Regions from separate parts of the Oryctolagus cuniculus genome. Here region 1 is linked to region 2. A link is a contact called in public Micro-C data. All regions are on one chromosome and are shown on one strand. The core of a region is the stretch at or near the end of the contact, and the rest is flanking DNA. Distances in the headings are between cores, read along the strand shown.

The links. A called contact is a pair of places that touch in the nucleus more often than the background predicts.
Region 1: a contact with region 2 is called in a Micro-C map of ear pinna, with 1.9 times the contacts expected there. The contact joins the enhancer-like site here to the promoter of DOCK8 in region 2. A contact is called at or near these places in 2 of 6 Hi-C or Micro-C datasets (ear pinna and an unstated tissue).

The regions. Positions count from the first base shown.
Region 1 is chr1:162,358,372-162,362,758 of mOryCun1.1, reverse strand. DOCK8 (dedicator of cytokinesis 8) reads right to left here. Exons shown (of 48, transcript XM_008256091.4): 3 at 2,727-2,902. Among named protein-coding and RNA genes, the nearest start is that of DOCK8, 66 kb to the right of the region's middle. Within about 2 kb of position 3,043, at least 2 of the 8 cell types and tissues checked have an H3K27ac peak or open chromatin away from gene starts, as enhancers often do. A contact at or near this core is called in ear pinna, where this site is marked.
Region 2 is chr1:162,292,925-162,297,118 of mOryCun1.1, reverse strand. It overlaps DOCK8 (dedicator of cytokinesis 8), which reads right to left and starts at 2,506. Exons shown (of 48, transcript XM_008256091.4): 1 at 2,222-2,506. The coding sequence starts at 2,274.

The DNA of each region.
Region 1 (4,387 bases), core at 1,794-4,293, 65 kb before region 2:
CAAATCCATACCTAAGAGAAAGCTAAAGGAGTTCTTGGCCGTCATTTCAAGCATCTGAAGTATGCCTGAGGCAATAACATTTTTACTTTGATGAGACAAACATGCTAGCATTTTATGCTTTGTGGGTTTTCTTTATTATAGAGAATCATGTTAAACCATACCTATCTCTGGGTGCCTGGAGGCATTCTGACAAAAGATGGGGAGAACCAGCTGTCATCAAAAGCAAAGCAAGAAAACAAAGTATAAATACCGATTCCTAGCAGAGGTAATTTGGACATACTTTCAGCTCAGGTGTAACCATGTTAGGACATGCGTGTTCTCTGTTCTGAAAGCCAAGAAGAACAGCTGTCTTATGATTTGATGACCTTGCAGCCAATGGCCTTGGTTGGGGATCATTAATTCAGGTGGTTCCATCACGCCTGCTCAGGAGTGTGCTGTGAGGATACTCTTCATGTATGTGATAGTCTTGAGTAGTAAGGCTTTTGCTGTTGTTGCAAACATGTTCTTAGTAGTGACAAATAGGTCCAAGTGATGCAAGTCTTATTTTTTTCATTTGTAGAAAGAGTACGAGAACAGTACTCACCCACCTGTAGATTGGCTGATAGTAGTTGGTGAAACATTGTAAAAGCCAAACGTGGAGTCTCTGGACCCTGGTCCCCAGACCCTTGCGTCACCCCTTCTTATCTCTGTGATTTTTTTTATTTTAAAAGATTTTTATTAGTTTATTTGACAGGTAGAGTTATAGACAGTGAGAGAGAGAGACAGAGAGAAAGTTCTTCCTTCCATTGGTTCACTCCCCAAATGGCCGTCAATGCCAGAGCTATGCCGATCGGAAGCCAGGAGCCAGGTGCCTCCTCCTGGTTTCCCATGTGGATGCAGGAGCCCAAGCACCTGGGCCATCCTCCACTGCACTCCCGGACCACAGAAGAGAGCTGGACTGGAAGAGGGGCAACTGGGACAGAATCCGGCACCCATACGGGATGCCAGTGCCACAAGTGGAGGATTAACCTAGTGCACCATGGCGCAGGCCCCTCTGTGACCTTTGAGCCAATCACTCAACCCTTTTATGACTCAGTTGCTCCAGCTGAACATGGTGATATTAATAAGAAGAGTACCTCCATCAGAGAGTTGTGATGCAGATTACATAAGGGAGAGTGCAAAGCGCGCAGAAGAGTGTCTGGTTCACGGTAAGTCCTCTACGTGACAGTGCACACTTGGGTGCCGTTAACTGTGCACTAGGGTCTGATGCAATCACTTTAATTCTGTAGGTATTAATTCACTTTGTCAATCAGCCCTGCAGGGCAAGCACTGCTGTTACTCTTTTTGAAGACTGAGATGATCAGAGTGTTGCTACGAGTCAGCCAGCAAGTGCAAAGGTAAGGACTTGATCCCAGGCAGTTCACCTGCGGAGTCCAGGCTTATAACCTCTGTGCTGTTATAGCTCAACATATAAACTGCTAGGCTAAGCACAAAGGGATTCAACAGGATTCAACTGTTGTTGACCTTCATGGTGACAGCGGTAACTTCCTCTGCTTAGTTATATAGAAGACTTTTTGGCATGAATTAAAACAGTAGAGGCTGTTTGAAAGCCACCATGTAGATAATGTGTCAGGGATAAATTCTGACACATCTTATTTCAAAAACTGATGTGAAAAACAAAATTATCTCCTCTATTAAATCCCCCCATCCTCCTCTCGCTAAACTTACTGTAAGTATTTTAAATGGGGTTTTCCAAGATTCTGACCATACTTGAGAACAATTACACACAAATTTTGTGATTGTTTTCCAAAGGTGAGAATAACAGATGGGATTTATGCTAACGTCACACCTGAATAAATGGACAACAGGGGAAAAATGTGTCCCAGGGAGGAAAGAACTGTGCGTTTCATCAGCCTCCAGTGTCAATGAGAACTGTCTGAATAAGGGAGCAAAGGGCTGTTAGCAGTGCTCCTCACTGCTACCCAGCCTCCCGACACTGTGATGAAACACAGTCCAAAACAGAACTGGAATATTTCACAGAAACGATGGAAGGAGTTGTTTCATGACCACCTTACTGGGACTTTTTGGGGAAGATGAGAAGGCTGAAAATGTCCAAGAGAATGCAAATTTCAGTTCAGCTTTTAAAGTGAATGCAAATAAAAGTTCAGGCTAAGCTTCTACAGGCAACATTGATTTTCGCACCATGGCAGCAACAGGAGTTTCATTTAGACAAAAGTCCATAGTTTGAGTGAACTCATGCTCATTCTTCTAAACACATAAATAAACCGAGGGTAGAGACTGCAGCTCTAAACATGTTTACTCCAAGAAGTTTTTCCCCTTGAAAAAACTTTAAGGGAAGAGACTTTGCCCGATTCACCTTTCTACTCAGCACATAGCAGACTGCAAATCAGTGTGCACTGAACATGATGCTTGCTCACTCGGAGCTGAGGCTTCCTGGGGTCATGTGGTTTGCTCCAGCTCACCGAGCTGGCACCCGTGCAGTCCAGCTCCAGGGCCTGCACACTGAACCCCTTCTGGAGCACCGCATCTCTTCTTTTCAGAGCCTTTGGCCAAATCAGTTTAAAAACTATGTACATCTACATGATGGTACCACGTGGTTATCTGCTCCTCTTATGGCTTCAGTAATTTTGTTTATTTTTAAAAGAGGTGCAGACTCAGGCCACCTCCCCCGCACTGATAACAGTCACGAGTCACTATCCCATCTATGTTCCAAGCCCACGATTTACCCTTCCTCCGGCAAAGACGGCTGCAACGTCCTGCATTCCTTTGGCGTGAACACCACAACCAAGTCGTCATCAGTGAGGTCTCCCAGCTCCTGGGCCAGGTCTGCATCCAGGCTGTTGAGGTGTGTCATGAGAAGTCCTTCAAAGTCCACTGGCTCCACGGGGTCATAAAACGGAGGCTGGAGGGGGAAGCAAGACAAAGAGGAGTTTCCCACGGGTTCTCCTGGAGAAAGCGCTAAGGCGGCAGAGGACGTAAGCCCTGCTCTTTCCTTTCAACCTAGCACTTTGCTCTCAGCCTAAAATGAAGTGACTCTTTGGAGGAGCTGCCAGACTCGGAAGCAGTGATAGGGCAAGGAAGAGAAACGCAGCACGGAAAGTCAAGTCATAACATGGTGAGTAATTAAAATCACACCCCAAGGCAGAATTTTTCTCTGCTTAATTGCATCTTGATGAGGAATCCTGAGGAGATCCAAAATGAGATCACATGGTTTTGCTGAATTTTTGTAATTTCTCCTGCAAAAGCTCTCTGAGGCCATGTTTTATTTGCCCAAATACAGCAAAGGAGGGAATGGAGGCACATTTCCAGAAATTCATGCAAACTCAACACCGCTCTGGCTGAGGATGGAGGCACGGGGTCGCCTTTGGCCTGAGTTATGCTATACATGGGTTTCTGAAAGCACTTGGAGCATAATCATAGTGGACAGGGAGCCAGACGAGGTGACTGAAGCACTCCAAGGCGGCGATTTCCAAACGCCGCTGGCCTGCAAGAAATTTTCATTGGACTGAAGCTACATGAACTAACTTGGGGCAATCTGCTGGGTTCTGCTTCGGCAAAGTTTACTCACTTAAGAAAACTGTCCTTTGCTCTTCAATTTTAGCCTTCCACAGTGGCAGAGGGAGGGAACCAAAGAAACGAGAGAACTAGATGGTAACTTTAAAAATATTTTTCTTTGGTCAATAAAATTAAAAGTTGGCAACCCTTTGTCAGTCCCCAATTAAATTAATATTCGGTGTTCTCGGTGGTGAAACAGTGCCTTAAGGAAGTAAGAGTCACCTAGATAGGCCTATCTGTGTAGGAATACTACTATGCACAGTTGCAAGGGTATGCAGTGGGCAGTGGTCGGTTATGGCAGACTACCTGGAGTCATCACCCCAAGGAGTACTGTTCTGTTCTGTTCCCCCCTCTGACCCCTCCCATGGACCAACAGACAAACAGCCCAGAGTCTTGTGAGACAAGGACAGATCCCGAAGTGCTGACAAAACCGGTTTTTCCTCTCCTTGAAACCACACACCAGTGAAGGCAGCAAGTAGGAGTGGAGCAACAAAGTTGCTGTTGGAGAGCCAAAAGCAAGTAACACTGCAAGGGAAGCGCGGCTTGCTCTGTCCCCTCTCCACCCTTGCTGGCCCGATGACAATAGGGACGCGAATGACTCATGGTAGGGAGTGAAGATGAAGCTGAGAGCTGGGCACAATCCATTCTACTTTGTGTCTGGGATGCCGCAGGGTGGCTGACTTACTGAAGGAAGGAGTGGGCAGGAGAGAAGGCAACAGGGCACTCCTCAGTAGCTGAGTGCAAAGCGTGCCTCTAGGTCATGCCAGGCGCAGTGAAAGGGCCAGAGGAGCTTCCCCCCCCACCCCCTGTTCTGATGGCGGATCAGGCAGTT
Region 2 (4,194 bases), core at 1,257-3,756:
AACAAACCACCCAGCCTTGTGCACAGATGTCTCCAAGCTTCGCTGTCCTCTTCCACATGAAACTTCACCTGTGTCTCACAGGACTTTGGTGAGAATTTAGTGATATAATCCATTAAGGATATAACACAGTGTCTGGGGTATAGTAAATGATCAATAAATGATGCATTCTAATATTAACAAATTTTCATTAATCCATTCCTCTAAACACTAACTTCTGCCAAGCTCCTTAGTATAACTCTTCCATACAAAACACAATGCTTCAAGAGGGAAAATAGAACTCTAGCAACAGAAATAGCCCATCTCTATTCAGGGCTGAGGGTTAGGGAACACTTTTTATCTTCTTGAACATATGTGGGTCCTTCTTGGTCAGGCTCCATCACACATTCTGTTCCATGGAGTGTGGCTGGTGTTCTCGGCACCGGACTGGAAGGCAGCACATCGGCCCCACCAGCCACTGGCGTCTCTGAACCCAGTCCACTCTGGCCTCCCTGGGGAAAGAACTCTGACTTCAGCTCTCAACAACAGCACCAAGATGGTGATGATGGAAATGACGACGAGACTGATGGTGAAAGCCAACATTTCTTTAACACTCATTGTGAGCCACGCACTATCAGCACTTTGTACCTATCATTTCACTTAATCCTCTAAACAGTCCTAGGAGGCATCTGACATACAAAGAAACGAAAGTCTAGAGAAATTAAATGACATGGCCAGCGTCACAGTTTGTAGCAGCGCCAACCTGCAAGCAGAACTGATTCCACACAGGGCCTTTCTCCTTAACCCTTCGGCCACAGGAATCCGAGTTGCTTGCAAGATTGCCTCAGAGATCAGTCCTGGTGCTGCTCGCTCCCCCAGATCAAGCCCACAGTCTGCAACATCCTTCTTCTAACCCACACTTCCGGACTCCAAATCCACAGGGACAAGGCCTGGAGGAGAAGTGGCCATGACACGTGGCGAAACCACCAGTGACTTCTGATTTCCCCATGTTCCCCAAATGGATTGCCCCTCCTAGCATGTAACCACCAGGAAACCCAACGCGGGAAAAACTCCCTGACGCACTTGATGGCTTCGGACCAGTGCCTTTAGGCCTTCAGCGTTAACATCCAGGACACATTAATAATTAAAGTCATGTTGTGGATGAAGAAACACGAAGGTGAGGGAGATGTTGCTCCCAGCTACACAGCAGGTGGAAATAAGCGCTCCAGTAAAGCTCAGTATGCCCCCTGGAAGTCCTTACCGCCTAGTTTCGCGGGACTTCTAGTTCGTTACAGCTCAAATCTCTGGACACCGGCAGCACGAAGCAGGTGACACCAGCCTTCCCCAGACTCAGCGAAAAGGACACTAACAGACCCTAGCGCTGCAGACCCAGGATTAGTTTCACGTTATCTTTTAACCAGATAGCTTGGACTTCTCCGGGCAAAACACAGCTGCCCCGAAATGCTTGTCGGCAGTTTTCAGTGGAGGAAAAGCTGCAGTGAGAGCACCTGTGCAGAGAACGTTCCACAGTGTCTGCGCTTCCATACACGTGCAATTCTGACTGCGAACTGGACGGGAAGCTGGGAGCCCTGAGACCTTAGTCCCTTGCTGGAGGGCTGTAGCTCCAAAAATGCCAGCCACAGGCATTCCTTTTTGTTTATTGAAATGGAGAATTATTTTAAAAATCACTTTTTCCACTCCATGGCTTTTCTGGACCAGGGATTAAAAATAGCGATGTTACAGGAGCCAAACTTTTTTTTGGGCATAATAAAACGAGGTGGGGGTGGGGAGGGGGAAGAGCCCTACTCAGGACATCAGAAGTCTTGAAGCTGCTGCCTCTCAAAGCAAAGCTCTCCTCGCAGCCACTTCATTCTCTCCACTCTCAACGCCTGAGAACCTGCGTGGCGCGCCCAACCCGGCTAACCCCGCGCGCCTCACCCTCCGGGCCACCTGTCAGAGCCCTGAGGGCCGCGCGGACGACGTGCGGTGGAGGGTTCCGAGCAGGGACACGGATGGCTGAAGACAACCGAGAAGGCGGCTACTCTCAGCCAAGACGGGGCTGAGCCCGCAGCGCGCGGGTCGTCGCGCGCTCGGCGGCTCCACCGCGGCAGCCTCGGGGCTCAGGCGCGCCCTGCCGCGGACTCGCAGGGACGCGCCGGCTACCGCTCCGCAGCCGCCTAGAGGTTGGCGCTCTGCGGGCCGGGCAGTGCGGCCGCGGACTCCCTCGCAGCGAAGCGCGTCTTACCTGTTGATCTTGAGCGCGAAGGCGCGGCGCTCGGCGCTCGGCAGCGTGGCCATGGCCGCCGGCGGCTTGGTGCCCTCTAGGGTCGCGGGGTGAGGAGAGCGGGGGCCCGGCGCGCCGCAGAGCCGCTGGAGCGCATGCCGAGCCCGGCGCGAGCCTCATCTGTCAGACCGGCCTGGAAACTTCCGCATTTCCACCTTCTGCGCTGAAACCACCCCGGGGGGAGGGCCCACGCGCTGGGCTGCGGCGCCCGGCCCAGACGCCCGCCGCCCGGTCTGGCACGCAGCAGCGGCGGGCCAGGAGGGTGTGGACGCCGCGCTGAACTGCCCTCCGGATCCTCCCGCCGACGGCGTGCTCTTCCCGGGACTCCGACCGCAGGAGAGAGAGGAGAGCGGGCGACTGACCCGGCGACCGCGGAGCGCAGGCCGGAAACTCCATCTGCCCGGAGCCACGAAGCTGCCAGGGCACGGGCGCAAGCGGGGGGAGCCCGCGCCTTCCGCGCGCTGCACGAAGCTGGCGAGGTCGGGAAACGAACCCTGGCATTCTTTAGGAAAGGTCGACAGCGTTCCTGGGAGAAGGCAAATTTTAAAAATCGGTGAAATCCCTGAGCGTACGAATGACCTTTGCCAAAGATAATGCCCACCACCCTGCTCGAACGCTTTGAATAAGTATAATGGATCCATCCAAGGAAGAGATACTACGAGTTACATAAAAATTTTTTTTTGCAACCTGAAAGAAATGCTTTTCTCTGGGAAAACACGGCGCACAGCATTCCTGTAACTCAAGAGTGCACCGCATCCCCGTTTCAGTTTCAGGTTGACAGGTCTTCTAAAATGCCCAGCCTTAACTCAAGACCAAAATCACAAAAGTCCCAGCCCTGACTGGGGTAGAAAGCCACTGTTTCAAGTTGTTGCTTGCAAGCCGTGCAGCGCTGGAGGGCTCTATTTGTCCACCTGCCCTTGAAAAAAAGGACCGAAGCAGTGTATTTTTGGCTCAAAGCTCCACTGTCTGCTGTGGCAGCCACTAGCCCCGTGTGGCTGTGAGTGCTTGAAATTGTGGGTAGTCTGGTCTGAGTGCTGGAAGTGTGAAACACACACCGCCCTTTAGAGACAGCACAGAGAAAGACGATGAAAAATAACTTGTTAGTGATTTTTATGTCGATGACATGTTAAAATGATACTTTGGATATATTATAAAGTAAATAAGATCTCTATTATTAAAATCTATTTCACCTGTTGGCTTTTCCGTTTGTAAAATCTGGCTTGCCGTGAAGAAAATGTACTATTAAGTATGTGGCTAGCCTTTGTGGGCCATGTTATATTCCTGTTGGGATAGTGCCAGTCCAAACAAAGTAATTTACACCCTAACACTAAAATTCCCCAGCACGGAATTTGGTCTCTGCTCCATTGTCCTTTCTCTGTGTAGTTTGGGATGCATCAGGTGGCTTAGTAACTGCAGGTCTGGCTAGGTAACTTACTTCCCTGCCCAGTAGCAATGCCTTTAAGCATATATGACAAAGTTCATAAGTTACCTTACATAGACTATGAAAACAAACAAATCTAAAAAAAGAAAGTTTTTTTTTAAATGTATTGTGTCTGACTTTGAAAATTCTCCCAAATGTATTTACTATGTTGGAATTTAAGAATAAACATTTGACTAGGAAAATACTGAAAAACAATTCCGCGTACTTCTTCAAATGGGGAGCACATGAGTAATTCTTCAAGACTGTGATTTCAGAGTCCTGAGTCCACTGTGCGCAAGTGGGTCTCTCAGAGGGGCTTCTCTCTGAGTTTCTGAGTGATTATGACATATACTCGGGTGGAGAGCAAACATACTGGTTTATGAAACCATAGAACACAAATGCAATGTAATGAGAGCATTTCAGATTTTCAGAATTGGCAATGAAGGAAAACCCAGCGTGGGTGGTGGGTGTCCTAAATTTTTCTGTCTTTCCCCAGATCACACCGCATCCAACT